Linked DNA regions of Anser cygnoides: region 2 is linked to region 1. A link is a contact called in public Hi-C data. All regions are on one chromosome and are shown on one strand. The core of a region is the stretch at or near the end of the contact, and the rest is flanking DNA. Distances in the headings are between cores, read along the strand shown.

Region 1 (7,711 bases), core at 1,847-4,346:
ACGCCATGCCGAGGCTCTGCGCTCCTCGCTGGAGGGGCAGAGCCAAAATCGTGTTCCTCACGCCTTGCCTCCGTGTGGCCTGGCCGGGGAGGGCTGGGATGGAGGCGCTGGGACAGAGGCTCTGGGACGGAGGTGTTGGGATGGAGGTGTTGGGATGGAAGCACTGGGATGGAGGCGTCACGGGGACGGGTGCGAGCAGCGCGGACAGAGGGGCCCTCCTGGGCACACAGCTCCTGGGCGAGCAGGGCTGGCGGAGGAGATGGCATGTGTTTGATTTCTATCACAGTAAATGTGTAACAGCAGAGAAACGGGCTTTGGGTAGGGGCCGAGACCCTTCCTAAGTTGCGTCGGAGGCACTGATGAGCGGTCCTGGCACCCAGAGGACAGCGGGGCCGGCGGGCCAGCCGTGTGCGTGCTGCTCGTGTGAGCATTTTGGTGTTTATTTTAGAGTGTAAAAGGCCAATGTCAAAGAGCTAAATAACCCATGAAAACTCCTAAATAGTTCATTTTGGGTGGATGCAAAATATTTCCTTGGATACAGGTTTTCTTTTGAGGGCTGATTTTCACTTCTGCCAAAAAACAACTTAGAAAGCGAGATGAATTTTGGACCAACCTGAGCCATTTTTTTTTTTCCCCAGTTCCATTTTGTCCATGAAACTATAAAATAAAAAATAAAACTAATAATTAAAAAAAAAAGCAGGATTTTTTTTAAAAATGTTGATTTCTTAAAATTAACACACTGCCAAGCCCAGCAACACGCGTGCCCGTGGCAGCAACCAGCCGTCTCCCATCGCCTTTCGAGCACAGCTGTGTTTCAGCACGCTATCGCGCTGCACAGGATTATTTTGGAGCCTGAACGGGTGTGTAAACACACGCAAGCATGCGCTCTTCCAACCCTAATTTGGTTTTGCACTGTTATTTGAACGAACAGCTGGCTGAACGGGGGGAGGTAGGTCTGTGTAGGTCTGTGCATTCTTCCTCCATCGCTCCTTCCTGGCAGGGCAGCCTTTGCTCTTAAAAGGAGTTGGCTGCAGCCCGGTGCGGAGCAGGCGATGCTGTCTTCGTGGGAAGCTGGGACTGAGCCCTGCCCCGTACATTCTTCATCTTCCTTGCACTCACACTGGAGCTTTCCCCTCTCCAATATGAAATGTTAAATAATACTTTAAAATTAAAAAAAAAAAAAAAGATGATGTTAATAAGCGTAGGCTGGAGAAGGTGGTTTGCAGCCTGTGCCCGTCGCTGCGTGTTGTCCCTCGTGCTGGGACCAGGCAGCAGGGTGGGACGAGCCGTGGGGTCCCTCCATCCAGGCTGGGTGCCCCGGGTGCTCAGAGCCGGGGAAGCCCCACAAACGCTGCCGAGGAACCGTGCGCGTGCCCTGAAGCGCGTGTGATGCTACGGGGAGGCAGCAGGCGGAAATTGTCGGGGCGATTCGGATGGGGTGGATCGGGTGCCACGAGGGGAAAACCACATCCGAGGCGTGAACTGGCCACGCTGCCTTTGGCCAAGGTGTTTGGCAGCATGTATTGAACGTGGCCCCCTGGGATAACGCCCGTAACGTCGCTGCCGTGGTGCCCCCCCGGCGCTGCGCTTTCTGCCACAGTTGGCTGAACATTTCTCAAGCATGTAGGAGAAAACTGCGAGGATTTGCTTAGCGAGTGTCAGCGAATGAAACACAAAAGGCCTGTCAGGGGGAACTGCTGGGTAATTACTATAATTTACAGCCTACATTTTAATTTTGAGCATTATTTTTTCAACAATAAGGGAGCGGGAATAATATCCGAGCCAGGTGAAGAAAGAGCACTTGGGCACGAGGGGAGCGGTGGCTCCGCGTGCGCTCGGCCGCGGGACGGAGCCTCCCGCGTCCCCGGCAGGACGGGGGAACCGCGGGGAGCAGGGCGAGCTCCCGTCCCTGCCGGCGGGCTGGAAGGAAGGGGACGCAGCGCGGCGAGAGGAGAGGCGAGGTGTCTGACGGTAGGAATCCGGGTCGGGGAGGTTCAAGCACGGGGCTGCCGGAGGTGCGGAGCGCGGCAGGAGGCCGATGCTGGTTGCTGCGTTCCCGAGGACGGGCGAGCGTCGCCCTGCCTGCCCGCTGTCCCCTCCCGCGGGGACGTGGGCCGGCCGCGTGCGCGTCGTCCCCGCTGCTTGGCTTGGCGCGGCGTCAGGAGCCCGGTGCTCGCCCGGCTCTGCCTCCCACCGCCTGCGCGGCCCCGGAGCGGTTACTCACCTTCTTTGTGTCTCGGTTCTCCCACGCGCGCCCGCACGCTGCGAACCGCTCTGAGATCAGCGGGGGAAAGCATCGCTGCGGCGCGCTAATTTGGCTGGCAGCGGAGCGCTGGTTGCCAGCGACGCCGACCACGCTTTCAGGATGCCACGGTTTGCGCGGTGCTGGTCTTTCTCCAGGGCTGGGTTACAGTTTTGGCTGTGCCAGGAGTGTCCCCATCCCCGCTCCCGAGCGGGGGAGTGGGTGCGAGGGGTGCTGGAGGATTGCTCCAGGTACCGTCAGGCGTAGGGGAGTGAGATCACTTATTTTTTTCCCTTGTAACCCCGTCCTGTTAATCCGCACGAGCTCCCATTAAGGGACCCTTTTACGGGCTCCCTCCACCCTCTCCCAGAGCTGGGTGGAGCAGGGCGGCCGCGCCGGGGAGCCTTGGAAAGGATCACATAAAAACCCGCAGCTGCGGAGAGCCGAGGGGCCGCCAGCGGCCGGCTCCCACCCGCCTCGGTGCCCCCTCATCTACCCCTCCGAGCACACGTCGGGGTGCTCCCAGCTCTCCGGGCTCCTCTTCCTTCCTGCTCTGCGACGCTCCAGCCCCCGTTTGCTCGTGCCAAGGCAGAGGCTGTGGTGGCACCGCTGCCCACACAGCCCCTGCGTTGGCTCGGCTCGGCTGCGCCGTCCCGCGTCCTCTCCCAAACCTCTCCAGCGGCGCGGGTTGCGGGGCCAAGCCACGCTGGGGGCACGTTGTCCCAGCTGGGCTCGGCCGGCGCGCACCTCCCCAAAGAAAAGCGCCTTTGATTCACTTCAGAGCGGAGGAAACTATTAGCCAAGCTTTGTTTTCCTGGATCCCTCCCCCTGCCGCTGACATTCAGATGAGAGCGAGGGAGACAGAAAGTGAGAGAGGGAGGGAGGGAGCCGGTGCCAAGCGGCCGCACCCCTTGTCAGCTTGGGTCAGTGCCACGTTCGTTATTAATGCTCTGTCTAGAGGTCACATTCAGATGCAATGAGCCCTGGGTCAGCCAGAGGAACAGATTAGAGCTCGCTCGCTGCTCCGCCACATACCGACGGCACCGGCTCCCCGTCCCCGGGCTGGCAGGAGCGGAGCTGCAGCGCGCCGTCGGCTGCTCCCTCCCCTGCGCCTTTCTGCTGCTTTTTTTTTTTTTTTCTGTGGGCTTATTTATTTATTATTCTTTCTTGGCAACATCGGGCATCTCCTGAAACTGCACAGCCTCCCCTCCCCGTAGCCCCAGGCTGCTGAGCGAGGAGGTAGGGGAGAAAATACCGGAGGCGCTTCCATCCACCTTAACAACCGCGGCTGCAGCCGGCTGGAAAAGCTCCGCCACGAGCGGGAGGAGCGGGAGGACCAAGCGCCCGCGCCCCGCTGGAGGAGAGCTGGGGACAGAGCATGTGTCCCCTCCAACTTCTGGCGCCGGGGTCAGGACTCTCTCGCCTGTGACCTGGTTTCCAGCCTCGGCACCCGCTCGCCGCTCTCCGCCGCCCATGGCTCTGAAATCCTCTCGCCCCCGGGATTTAAGGAACCGGCTTTGCTTTCTTCTCTTTCTCCGGCTGCTGCGAGGGAGCGAAAGCAAAATGAGCGGGGCGGGCGTGAGCGGAGCACTCGCAGCGCTTCGCCGCGAGCTGGCGTGCCCGGGGGGGCTTTGAAGCGCGCCCCAACGCCCGCGTCCGTCCCAGCCCGCCCGCTGCATGCTCCGGGCACGCTCCCCGCCCGGCGCAGCCAGACCCGCGGCATGTAAGTACTGGGGGGGGGGGCGAGGACGGGGTTAATTAACACTGGGGCTGGTGCCTGGCGTGGAGCTGTAGCTGCGTGTCCAGGGACAGACCCCGCGGTTGCAGGGCCACCATGTGCCGAGCCCCCAGGCCATGCCGAGCCCCCACGGCACGGCAAGCCGCGCAGCTCTGGGTACGATCTGATAACTCAGTTAGTCATAGTTTCAGTTGCGCTGGGAAATGAACGGCCGCGCCGAGACGGGCTGGTGTGCCGGGGAGCGCGGGGCTGGGGGCTGCCGAGCCGGGGGCGCGAGGCGAGGGTAGCACGGCACGTCCCGGGGCGCGTGTCGGGCGATCCCTGCCTGCGGGGCAGCAGGTGCTGCTCTTCTGCTCTGCCCTGAGTGTAAGGAGGAGGGCGGCTGGGCACCCCGCTGGGTCCCACGGGCTGCCTTGTCCTCGTGAGCCGCGCACGGATGCGGCCACCTGCCCGGCCAGCTGCGAGCTCCCGGCGGGGCCGTGGCAGCGTCCCCAGCGTCCCCGCGGCGGCGGGCAGGGCGGCAGAGCCGGCATGTGGCAGGGGAGAGGGCAGCGGGAGCTGGCACCGCGCAGCCGGTGAAGGTCACATCACGCTGGGGACCGTGGGCAGCACAGGGCCCCCCCGTTTACCGGGCTGGGTCCCATGGCTGCTCGCGGGGCACCGCCGGGACCAGGGGCAGCGCCGGCGCTGGGAGCCTTTGCCCGGGGCGCAGCAAATGGCTCCAGCCCTGGGTGCTGTGCTCGGTGCACAGCGCCGCGACGAGCCAAGGGGGCCGGGTGCCTTGTTTGCTTTGGCCACGGCGCTGGGTTGTGACACGCGGGGGGAGGACTGCCGCCCCCCCCGGCGCGTTACCTCTCGTGGTTGGTGGCCGGACGTCCCTTTTTTTTTTTCTTTTTAAGAAGCCCCAGCCCTCCTGCACGCGGCAGAGGTCGTGGGTTTCGCAGGAGCGGCGCTGGGAGCTGCAGAGTTAAAGCTCAAACTTGTTTCTTGGCTGGCCCCGGCCTTTTGTGGTGCTCAGCGCTCTGTGTGATGCCTGCGTGTTGCGTGCAATTCGATAAGCCCTGGTGCTGGGACGGGGCAGGATACAGGCACGGCCGGGACGTTAACTCTTGCCGCGCTGAGTACAGCTGCTTTCCTCTGGGAGGGGCTGTTTTTTTTTTGTTTGTTTGTTTTGTTCTTTTTTACCTGCCCTGAGGTACGTGGTGCCGCCTACTCAGTGCAGACTCACCTGTGTCCCCCCTAGGCATGCCTTCCCCTTGCACGTTTCCTGCTCAGAGGTGCATCCCTCGGGCCCTGGTGCTGAGATCACCCCGTCCCCTGCTGGGCTGAAGGCTGGGCACGGCTGGGGCACGGCTGCACGACTCCCAGGCACAAGCAGGGCCACTAATGGGAGCCCTAAGGTGGGACACTGGGGTCCCGAGCCCCACGGTGTCAGAGCTGGGGACAGCCAGGGAAGGGCGTGGGGACGGAGGTCGGAGACTCCCAGGCAGTCCCCGTTCCCAGGCCCCGTGTGTTGTTGTGACCTCTGGGCAGAAAAACCCCGTACAGAAGAGGAAGGTGCCTTGGGCAGGTTGTTCCCTGCAGGTTTTCAGCTCTTGAAGTCCCCGTCGGTGGCAGCGCCGTGCCCCTGGGCTCAGCGTCCCCCCCCGTCCTTTACACAAGGTGCTGGGGAGGGCCTGGGGAGCTGTGCCACGTGCTGCCACGTCGCGGGGGGTTGGGGTCAGGGACGCCCCATTCGGATGCTGCTTGGCCCCCGATGTGCTGTCCTGTGCAAGAGCTCGCAAGGCGCCAGGCCAGGGATGGCCGCAGATGGGGAAATCAGGTCATGGGAAGGACGGCAAGCTGCGAGGTTTTAATTGTCCTCAAAGCCTGGGTGGCCCCAGCCCAGGTCACCTCCAGGAGCCCGGGGCAGGCAGAGTGGGTACCGGTGCGCGTGGCCCGGGGCTGCGGCTGCGGCTCCCCCCTCCGACGTGACCGCCTGCCTCCCGTGTCCAGCAGACGCCTCGCTGGGCTTGGCGATGGGTTGTGTTCTCCAGCCTCCTGCACCGCAGCGTTCCTCCCAACCTGCTGTCTTGCCAGGTCTGAGGCGTGCAGCCTGAGCACCCGTCCCTCTGGCAGGCGTCCGTCCCACCCGCGACGGCCCCGGGACCAGGGCGTGAACCTGCGGACTTGAGGTCCCAGCGGGGACCTCGCCTGTGCTTCCTGACACTTCCCTGCCCGGGCTCTTCCTCCCCACCTGTACCGGGACTCCAACCCACCGAGCCGCCTTGTCGCCCCGGTGTAAGCCACCGGAGGGGCACAGGAGGGTGTAGAGCACCGCTGCTTCTTGGTGGGTTCTCCTGGGCACGGCGGCGCCTCCTGCTCCCGTCCCGAAGGGCAGGCAGCCCCTCCTGGCCACCCGCAGTGCTGATGTGGCCGCGGGATGTTTTGTTCCTGAGCAAGACAGCCCAGTGCCTTTTTTTTTTCCCCTTGGAAAGAAAAACAGGCTGTTGTAGGTCATCCCCTGGCCTAGGAAGCCTTGCAGACGGGTGCTAGTGACCATATTGTTCCTGTGGAGCTTGGCTTGCGCAGTGGGTGTTTCCCATCCTGTGCGGATAATGCTGCCCTTGTGCGACTTTATCTGGCCTTAAACGCTTCTCCCTTCCCTCCTTCCACCGCAGGTCTCCTTGAGCATGGGCGGAACTGGTCGGCCATTGCCAGGATGGTGGGCTCCAAGACCGTGTCGCAGTGCAAAAACTTCTACTTCAACTACAAGAAGAGGCAGAACCTGGACGAGATCCTACAGCAGCACAAACTGAAAATGGTGAGAATCCCCTCGCCGCCCGCGCCGGGTGCCTCGGGCACTTCCCGGCGAGTGCCTGCCCGGTCCCGCAGCGACAGGGGAACCGCCTCGGTTCGGAGAACGTTCTGGGGTGAAAGCACAGGGGATTGGGGGTGCGAGTGATGTGGGACAGGGTCATCTGCCCGCTCGGCCCCCCGGGGAGCTGTAGGAGGGGAGGTGCCGTGTGGGAGCGTGCCTCGGCTCCCGGAGCGCAGTGGTGCTCAGGGGCACCCAGACTGAAGGGGAGGAGTAGACTGAGGGCAGTTTGCCCCAAAGAAATACAGGGTTTTAGGATAATGCAAGAGAAAGAGGGGCTTAGCCCAAAACTGTGGTGGCGGGACAGGTATTGTGCAGAGAAGGCTGATCCTGACGTGGATGTTGGTTGTCCTTGTGGCCGCGAGCAAATACACGCATCTCTCCGTGCCTCGGTTTCCCCGTCAGAACGGGCTGACGCTGCTTTTCTGGCCTGAAGTGCAGGGCATGAATGAAATGGGGCTCATTCAGCGTTCAGGAGATAGGGCAGACGGCTAAGAGCAGCTAAGGATTATAATTATTTCATTTGTAGAGTATCCTGGGGTTCCCAGTTTCTGGCTAATAGAATTCACATGGCTTAAACCCCCAAGGGGTGCTTTGAAAATGCAAAGGACAATGTTCAATGCAGGAATCTCTCCAAGCAAGCTATTACAGCAAGAGTAAAAAGAAAGACAGGAAAACATTCAATGACTCACCCAGGAATTTAATATCCTAGTCAGTCTATAGGAATGAGAGAAAGAGAAGGCATTGGCGATTCTTTTTTATTAATTCTCTATGCACAGAGACACTCCTGTGCTCCTATGTTTCACCGAGTTGTTTTTAGAGACAAAGCAAACAAACTATACAAAAGACCCAAAAAAACTGTATAAAGACTGGA
Region 2 (7,711 bases), core at 2,858-5,357, 260 kb before region 1:
ACCAGCCCCCCAGGAACTGCCATCAGTGCCAGACGCTGCAGGCCAGGATACAAGTGGCAGGAATATGTAGCGCTGCAGAAATATCAGCTTTTTTTTAGAGCAAGGGAAATACCCTGTGGTAGCTGGGTGCGTGTGACAGATGCTGGAATGCCACAGTGCGGAGCGGCAGCCGCGGGCAGGAAAACGGACACGGAGCCTATTTACACGCGACAGAGCTGAAATTACGGATCTTTCGGAAACTCGACAAGCGGCTGGCTTCACGGCCAGCTTTAAACCACGTGCGGGGAGGAAAACGAAAAAGTGGAGATGCCGGGGATTGAACCCGGGGCCTCATACATGCAAAGCATGCGCTCTACCACTGAGCTACATCCCCTTGGTGGCTAATGTTGTCCCGGCAGCGCAGACATAGCTCGCCCAGCCGTCCCCAGCGCCGTGCGGCCCCGCTCCCGGCCCCGCCGCCCCCGCTCCCCGCCGCCCCCTGCACCCAGCGGCACGGCCGGGCGGGGGAGCGGAGCCTGCGGCGCCTCCGAGCCTTATAGCGGCACCCGGGGGGCCCAACACAGCACCTGTCCTCGTTAGTATAGTGGTGAGTATCCCCGCCTGTCACGCGGGAGACCGGGGTTCGATTCCCCGACGGGGAGGCTGCAGTTATTTTGTGCCCCGTGGTGGTGCTGGAACGTGCTGGAAGCCGTTATTTAGTGGGGCGGGGAACGTGCTTCGCCAGGGGTCCTCGCTCGGTCACCGGTAAGGCTGGGGTTGTAGGCGAGCGTTTGTCTGCTTTGCATCTCAAGACCGCTAAAACCGAGCACGCTTTTTGCAGGTTTGTTATTTTTTACTTTCTTTTTGTTTGTTTGTTTGCCAGGGGAAGCGGGCTGCAGCCGCGCTGCGGGCACCCCTCCGGCTGTTGCTGTGCGGTCCCTGGGGACCCAGCCCCGCTCTCCCGGGGTTAGCAGAGCAGCGCGGACAGGCGGGGGAAGCCCCGACCCGCCCGGCCAACGCCGTCCCGCAGGCAGCGGGCGCCCCCCGCGCGTTCGCGACCGAAGCGCGCTGCGGGCAGGGCACCCACGGGTGCGGGGCGGGGTCGTATCCGCAGCCAGCGTGGGGGCTCTCGGCCGCCGAAATAGCTCAGTTGGGAGAGCGTTAGACTGAAGATCTAAAGGTCCCTGGTTCGATCCCGGGTTTCGGCAGAGCTTTTTCTCATTTTTTCTTTCTCCTTTTCTCACCCGGGCGAATCGTTCTGCCGCCGGAGCCGCGGCCCGCTCCCGGTCGAAGGCAGGGCTGCTCCGCGTGGCGTTTGGCGGCGGGTCCCGGCGGGGACAGCGGCGGGGGGCGGCGGGTGCCCGAGCGGCGGCGGGCTCGGCGGTGAGGCGGCCCGCGGTGCGCCCGGCCTGCACCGTCCTCGTTAGTATAGTGGTGAGTATCCCCGCCTGTCACGCGGGAGACCGGGGTTCGATTCCCCGACGGGGAGGCCTGTGATTTTTTTTTTTTTTTTAAATTACTGATTATTTTTTTTCTTCCTTCCTGCACTTTTCCAATTTCCGAAGACGGAGAAATAAATAAATAAACGGGTGCTGCGCTGCTGCGTGCCACTGCAGCCTGACCCAGGGCCGAGCAGCCCCAGGGATCTCGGGGGGACATGCCCAGGGATCTCGCTGCCCGTCCTATTCCCCACCCCCACGCCCTTCCCGTCGCCCCTTTCCCCACCCGCCGAATTAACGAAGCGCACACCCGCCCCCCGGGGAGGCCCCGGCCGGTGCAGCCAGACGTGCCCTGGCCCTGCCGGTGCCTCCCGAGGGAGCAGGGGCGAGCGGCGGCCGCCCCCGGGGTGGGACCGGGCGCTGGGTGCCCGCCGGGGCAGCCCGGGGGGCACGGACCTGGCCGCCAGGCAGGGTGGGCAGTGCGGGGCAGGGGGATGTAGCTCAGCGGTAGAGCGCATGCTTTGCATGTATGAGGCCCCGGGTTCAATCCCCGGCATCTCCAGCGGTGCTCTTTCCGTTTTCGCCCCGTATTTTACCTGGGGTTAGGGTTGCCGCGTCGCGCTCACCAGGAGGCATCTCTGCACCCTGGATGTGCAGCCCAGAAAGGCCCGCGGGGGCACCAGATGGCTCTTTTGTCACTTGGTTCTCTACAGGACTATGCAAACACAAGATTTTTATGCCTAGCTGGGTATTTTCTTGCCAAGCTGTGGCCCTGTAGATGCAAACCCTGAAATCTGGGGGATGCTGCACGGCTCACCCTGCCTGACACCGCTACAGCCCCAGAGCTCGCCTTCACCCAACCCTGCAGGCGGCACGGAGCTGCTTCAGGGCTCTCTGCGCCACGCTCCCAGAAACAGACAAAGGAGAAGGCAAAAAAAAAGCCAGGACATGGCAGGTTCCCGTACTCACCAGCTAAGATGCTTGTGGGAGTTTTTTCCTGAAGCCTTGCTGGCTCTGAGCTGGCTCGGTGGTATCTGCTCACCTCGGCTGTCCTGGGCCAGCTGGAGTCTTGGCAGCATTACCAGGCTTTGCTTGGAGCAGGGTGTGAGGGCTTCTCAGGAGACAACTCACTGCTTTGATCTTGGGCTGGCCTGGCTCGCACGGCTGTGTCTGGACTGGGAAAGTCATCAGAGCTGCGAAGGATGAAAGGTACGGCTCAGAAACCTGAGCCCATGCAGATCTCAAAACAGCTTTTATCTACCCAGTTCAGTTACCAGCTGCTTTATTTACCCTGTTCAGTTATCAACAGCATGTCCAGCTCCCTCTGGTAGGGGACTGCTGACTAGTGACACATGTAAATGACATTTCCTGTCAGAGTAGTAATTTATTAAGTGGTGTTAGTTTGGCTACGCTACTGGTGTGTTCGCAAATCCCTGCTGTAAGTAGTTCACTGGACAGGATCTCTCTGAGCAGCTGTAGTTCTGGAATATAGGCTGCACAGGGGTACAAGAACGCGACAGTGTCTGCCGCAAAGAGTTTACAATAATAGGCACAAAGTGTGAGTGTTTTGGGCACAGGAAATCAATATTTGTCAGTACAATACGTCATGGTCTGCTAGGAACGCTGTCCTGCTATTCACCAAGCTTGTCCTGAAACCTTAGCAAGGGGTTACTTGCAAAGATGGTGTCGGAGAAACATGAAGTGGCTGTGCTCGTGGAAAGCTCCTCCCAGCACGGGAAAGCATTGTTCTCCTGCAAGCCACCAGACGTCTTTAAGGACTGGGTTGCATTAGGGCATAACATCTGCCTTGCAGTCTGAACACAACATGAATCTGAAGCTTTTGGAGCGTGTCGCTCCACTATTTGGCTGTAAGGTTCAGAATTCAGGTACAAATTAAAAGTCGGACTAGATGATCTTAGAGGGTTTTTCCAACCTGAGTGATTCTCTGATTCTATGAAATTCACCCACAGCGCTCAGTGGTTGGCTGCCTAGCCAAATTAGATAAAGAACAGCGCTGTACCATCTTAATTTATGGCTGTTATAAAATTATCTTGTCATGAAATAGAGCGCCATGTGCCTTTTCAACTATTTGCGGACTAGTCCAGAGTTACATTCTGTAACTAAAGAATAAGCTTAGCATTATTTTTCAATTTCAGATGATGGAAGATCTCTTAAAACAGAAAGTCTATTCAAATATTTAGTTTATATACATGCATACATTGTAAGCCATTGAGCATGATTCCAACCTCATTCTGAGCAAAAATCAAAAGACTTGTAGATTATTATTTTTTTTTTTCAGATAAACCACCTGGGTGTCTGAGCTGCTTTTTCTTTTTTTATGATTATTATTGCAATGCTGTGTTTTAATACAAATGCAAGGCAGGAGAGGCTGGGAAGATCCCCAGAGCATTCCCCTCCTGTAAGAGCTCTGTGTGTCAGGGAAACGCAGGCCGGTTTCCCCCAAACCAATCACGAAGCTGTTGCTGGGTCTCCGCTCCCTTCCCACTGGTGTGCAGCACTGGGTGTCAGCCGCGTCAGTTCGGTAGGCAGCGTTTTTCTTTGGGTGCACAGAAACGAAGGATTTTGTAAGCGGATTGAACCAAATGGCATCCAGTGAATCTTGCAAACAAAGCCTCATTTTGTTCTCAGCTTCGCCCTTGAATTGCTGTACGTTTTGACTACGATGGCACAGGAGCCAACTGAATGCAACACGGACCTAACAGACCATGCTCTGTGAGACCACAGTTAATAAATAAGCGTTATTAATTCTATTTGTGGTTGATTTTACCTCAGTTGGCAAGGCCTTATCCCTGAGTTGCAAACTCCATTATACCTCAAACTCCATACTCACTCGTTCCTCACGTCCTATTTCCCTTGCCAGGTTGCTGCCTCTCCTGCAGCCTCCCTGACCTGACGCGGTCTCTGCCCGGTCTCTGCCCATCATCTGCCTCAGCCACGGGCCTGGTGGGCGTCCCAGCGCTGTGGTGGTGTGTGTGTGTGTGGCTGGACACTGGTTTAGTTTTTCTGTCCTTTGCTCCGTGCCAGGAGCACGTTTACAGGGGCGATGGCAGCACAGAGAGCCTTAGCACGGCCCTGCCCGCAGGCTTTACCTGGCACTTTGTGTTGTCTCACCCCGCTCCTGGCCCAGGATGGGGAGGCCATACTGCCACTTCTCTCCCTTTAGCGATGTGATGAGCATGGGAGACTTTAACACCACACAGCTCTTTGCACAGAAGTGCTTCCTTTCCTCAGCAGCCTCCAGGCGAGGCCTGCGAGCGGAGCAGCCCCTCACCTTGCCCACGGCAAGAAAACCGAGGGACGTTTGAAATGGAACGCCTCTTCTGGGGCTGAATAAAATCCCTGAATAAAACCGTGAGGCTGACAAGTAGCTTTTAGCCACATTAGACGTCTCCAAACGGAGGCACAGCGCTCCCCAGCCCCGCTCCGTGAGCTCCAGGCCGGGTTTTGCGACGCGCCGCATTGTGCCCTCGGCGCCGCTCCCCCCCCGCCCGCCCCTCAGAGCCGCATCACCTCGCGGCGCGCCGATCCCTCCGCGCCGCTGGGCCTCGCTCCCCTGCGCCCGCCCGGCGGGACGGCGGCGAAATAGTGCGCGGCGGAGTGATCCGCACCGCGGGGGGCGGGGCGCAGGAGGCTATATAAGGGGCGGGAGCGGCGTCTGTGGCGTAGTTGGAGCCGGCTGAGGGCAGGGGTGCGTGCGCTGTGCCCGCGGGTCCTGTGGTGAGTGCTGCGCGGCCGGGCACCGCCGCGCCTCAGCGGGTGAAGGGGGAGCGAGGGCTGTGCGTGGGGCTGGGTGCGGGCCGGGCAGCCGGGAGAGGGCTGGATGTGTGCTGAGGGGAGGGAGGCGCGGTGGGAAAGGCGGCGGGGCGCGGGCGGGCCGCGGGCCGGGGCGTTTCCTGCCCCCCCTTCCCCCCCCAGCGCCAACCGTCGGCGGAGGTGGGAGGGGGGGAGGGAGGGGGCCCGGCCAGCCGCCGGCAAAATGGCGGCCGCGCAGGTGCGACGGCCTCGCTCAAGATGGCGGAGGGCGTGCGCGCGGGGCTGGAGCGGGCGGGGCCTGGACCCGCCCCTTTGTGGGGTGGGCGGGGCCTCCATGGTGACGTCACCGGGCGGGGGCGGGTCCTTCTGGGCTCCAACTGCGGTGGGCAGTGGGTGGTGGGCGCTGGGCGGGCGGCTGCTGGCCGCTGGGCTGCGGCCCTTAGGGGGCATCTGCCTAAAGCTCTGCGTCTTCTCTTCCAGGCAAACATGCAGATCTTTGTGAAGACCCTGACGGGCAAGACCATCACCTTGGAGGTCGAGCCCAGCGACACCATCGAGAATGTCAAGGCCAAGATCCAGGACAAGGAGGGCATTCCTCCCGACCAGCAGAGGCTGATCTTTGCTGGCAAGCAGCTGGAAGACGGGCGCACCCTGTCCGACTACAACATCCAGAAGGAGTCTACCCTGCATCTCGTGCTGCGTCTCAGGGGTGGCATGCAGATCTTTGTGAAGACCCTGACAGGTAAGACCATCACCTTGGAGGTGGAGCCCAGCGACACCATTGAAAATGTCAAGGCCAAGATCCAGGACAAAGAGGGCATTCCCCCGGATCAGCAGAGGCTGATCTTCGCTGGCAAGCAGCTGGAAGATGGACGCACCCTGTCTGACTACAACATCCAGAAGGAGTCCACTCTGCACTTGGTGCTGCGCCTGAGGGGTGGCATGCAGATCTTTGTCAAGACCCTGACAGGCAAGACCATCACCTTGGAGGTTGAGCCCAGTGACACCATTGAGAATGTCAAGGCCAAGATCCAGGACAAAGAGGGCATTCCCCCGGATCAGCAGAGGCTGATCTTTGCTGGCAAGCAGCTAGAAGATGGGCGCACCCTGTCTGACTACAACATCCAGAAGGAGTCCACTCTTCATCTCGTGCTGCGCCTGAGGGGTGGCATGCAGATCTTTGTCAAGACCCTGACAGGCAAGACCATCACCTTGGAGGTTGAGCCCAGCGACACCATTGAGAATGTCAAGGCCAAGATCCAGGACAAGGAAGGCATTCCCCCGGATCAGCAGAGGCTGATCTTTGCTGGCAAGCAGCTGGAAGACGGGCGCACCCTGTCCGACTACAACATCCAGAAGGAGTCTACCCTGCATCTTGTGCTGCGCCTGAGGGGTGGTAACTGAACTGGAGATCTGTTGCTTGCTTCCAACTAGAAGTTTCTCTGCAGATGTTCATTCCAATAAAGTTGTTGCATCCACAAAACTGGTGTCTCTTAAATTATGTGGGAAGTTCTTTCAGTTGTTTAATTGCAGTTAGATATGGTATAATTACATACTTCCTGAATACACAGGTGTTATAAAACTCTGTTATGCAAGGCTTACATACACCTGGCAAGTGTGACTAACACTTGTGATACTGCTCTCCTGCGGGTGTATAAGTTGTTTCTCTATCAAAGGCGCTGACAGGAGTTCAGTGCCAGTTGCGGTTGTTATGCAGCTGGTAGCGTTGTGCAAGCGTGTGTTTGTAATGCAACATAAAACTGCAAGTCCTTTCTGAGCCGGAAGGCTTCAATAACACTGCTTTTCCTGGTGGTGGGCTGGGTGCTGCCCGTAGTGTTTATGCACTAATGTAGTAACAGCCATCAGGATGGTAAGCTCAAGTTCCTTCAAAGGCCAGCAGCCTCCTCTCACAGTGCAGTGCTGAGAATGTCAACAGGGATCCTGCATCCCTCGAACCAGGTGCTTGATGCTCTTTAAGCCTTCAGTCAGTTACTGGGTTGACTTTTTTTTTTTTACCCAGCTCAAGCCTATTAAGCAGACCGTAACTTCAAGAAGTACTAGCTTAAGGGGTACCTTTAGGGATGCACTTTGATCCCAGCTTTCCCTGAAGTGGAAATACTATGGTATTAGTGAGCTGAAGTGTTAGGGAACAGTTCTCACACTGCGGGAATGCTGACAGAAGGGAAATCTCCGCTAACCTACTTCGCGGTAAGCTGGAGGTCATAAATAGCTGACTGCGCTGCACTCTAGATTGGGAAATGGGGAAAAGGGCCTGGAGTTAAATAAAAAATCAGAAGTATTCCAGGCAATGCTGGGCAGTATTACGTGCTGGTGGGTAGAAGAGGGGGTGCTAGGATTTGGAATAATGTTTTCAGCTGAGCACAGACCTCAGTGGGACTTGAAGTAATCTTACAGCATCGAGGTTGGAAGGGTGGGATTCCGGGAGGGAAAGCAAGGTTTGTCTTGGGTGATGTTAATGGCAATTTATACTGGGTTGAAAGAGTGGTAGGAAAGAAACT

The links. A called contact is a pair of places that touch in the nucleus more often than the background predicts.
Region 2: a contact with region 1 is called in a Hi-C map of liver, with 5 times the contacts expected there. The contact joins the promoter of UBB here to the promoter of LOC125183995 in region 1. A contact is called at or near these places in 2 of 7 Hi-C or Micro-C datasets (both in liver).

The regions. Positions count from the first base shown.
Region 1 is chr17:4,028,108-4,035,818 of Taihu_goose_T2T_genome, reverse strand. LOC125183995 reads right to left here and starts at 3,096. Exons shown (of 3, transcript XM_066979248.1): 1 at 2,225-3,096; 2 at 1-247. The coding sequence starts at 2,297. It overlaps NCOR2 (nuclear receptor corepressor 2), which reads left to right. Exons shown (of 47, transcript XM_066979209.1): 18 at 6,641-6,783. LOC136786573 (a long non-coding RNA gene) reads right to left here and starts at 5,228. Exons shown (of 2, transcript XR_010825592.1): 1 at 4,833-5,228; 2 at 3,365-3,784.
Region 2 is chr17:4,291,182-4,298,892 of Taihu_goose_T2T_genome, reverse strand. It overlaps UBB (ubiquitin B), which reads left to right and starts at 4,107. Exons shown (of 2, transcript XM_066979378.1): 1 at 4,107-4,151; 2 at 5,673-6,675. The coding sequence starts at 4,122. The coding sequence ends at 6,596. It overlaps LOC125183997 (a long non-coding RNA gene), which reads right to left and starts at 4,846. Exons shown (of 3, transcript XR_010825627.1): 1 at 4,259-4,846; 2 at 2,388-2,611. It overlaps TRNAA-UGC (transfer RNA alanine (anticodon UGC)), which reads left to right and starts at 1,909; the gene lies at 1,909-1,980. TRNAD-GUC (transfer RNA aspartic acid (anticodon GUC)) reads left to right here and starts at 1,397; the gene lies at 1,397-1,468. It also overlaps TRNAF-GAA, TRNAD-GUC and TRNAA-UGC.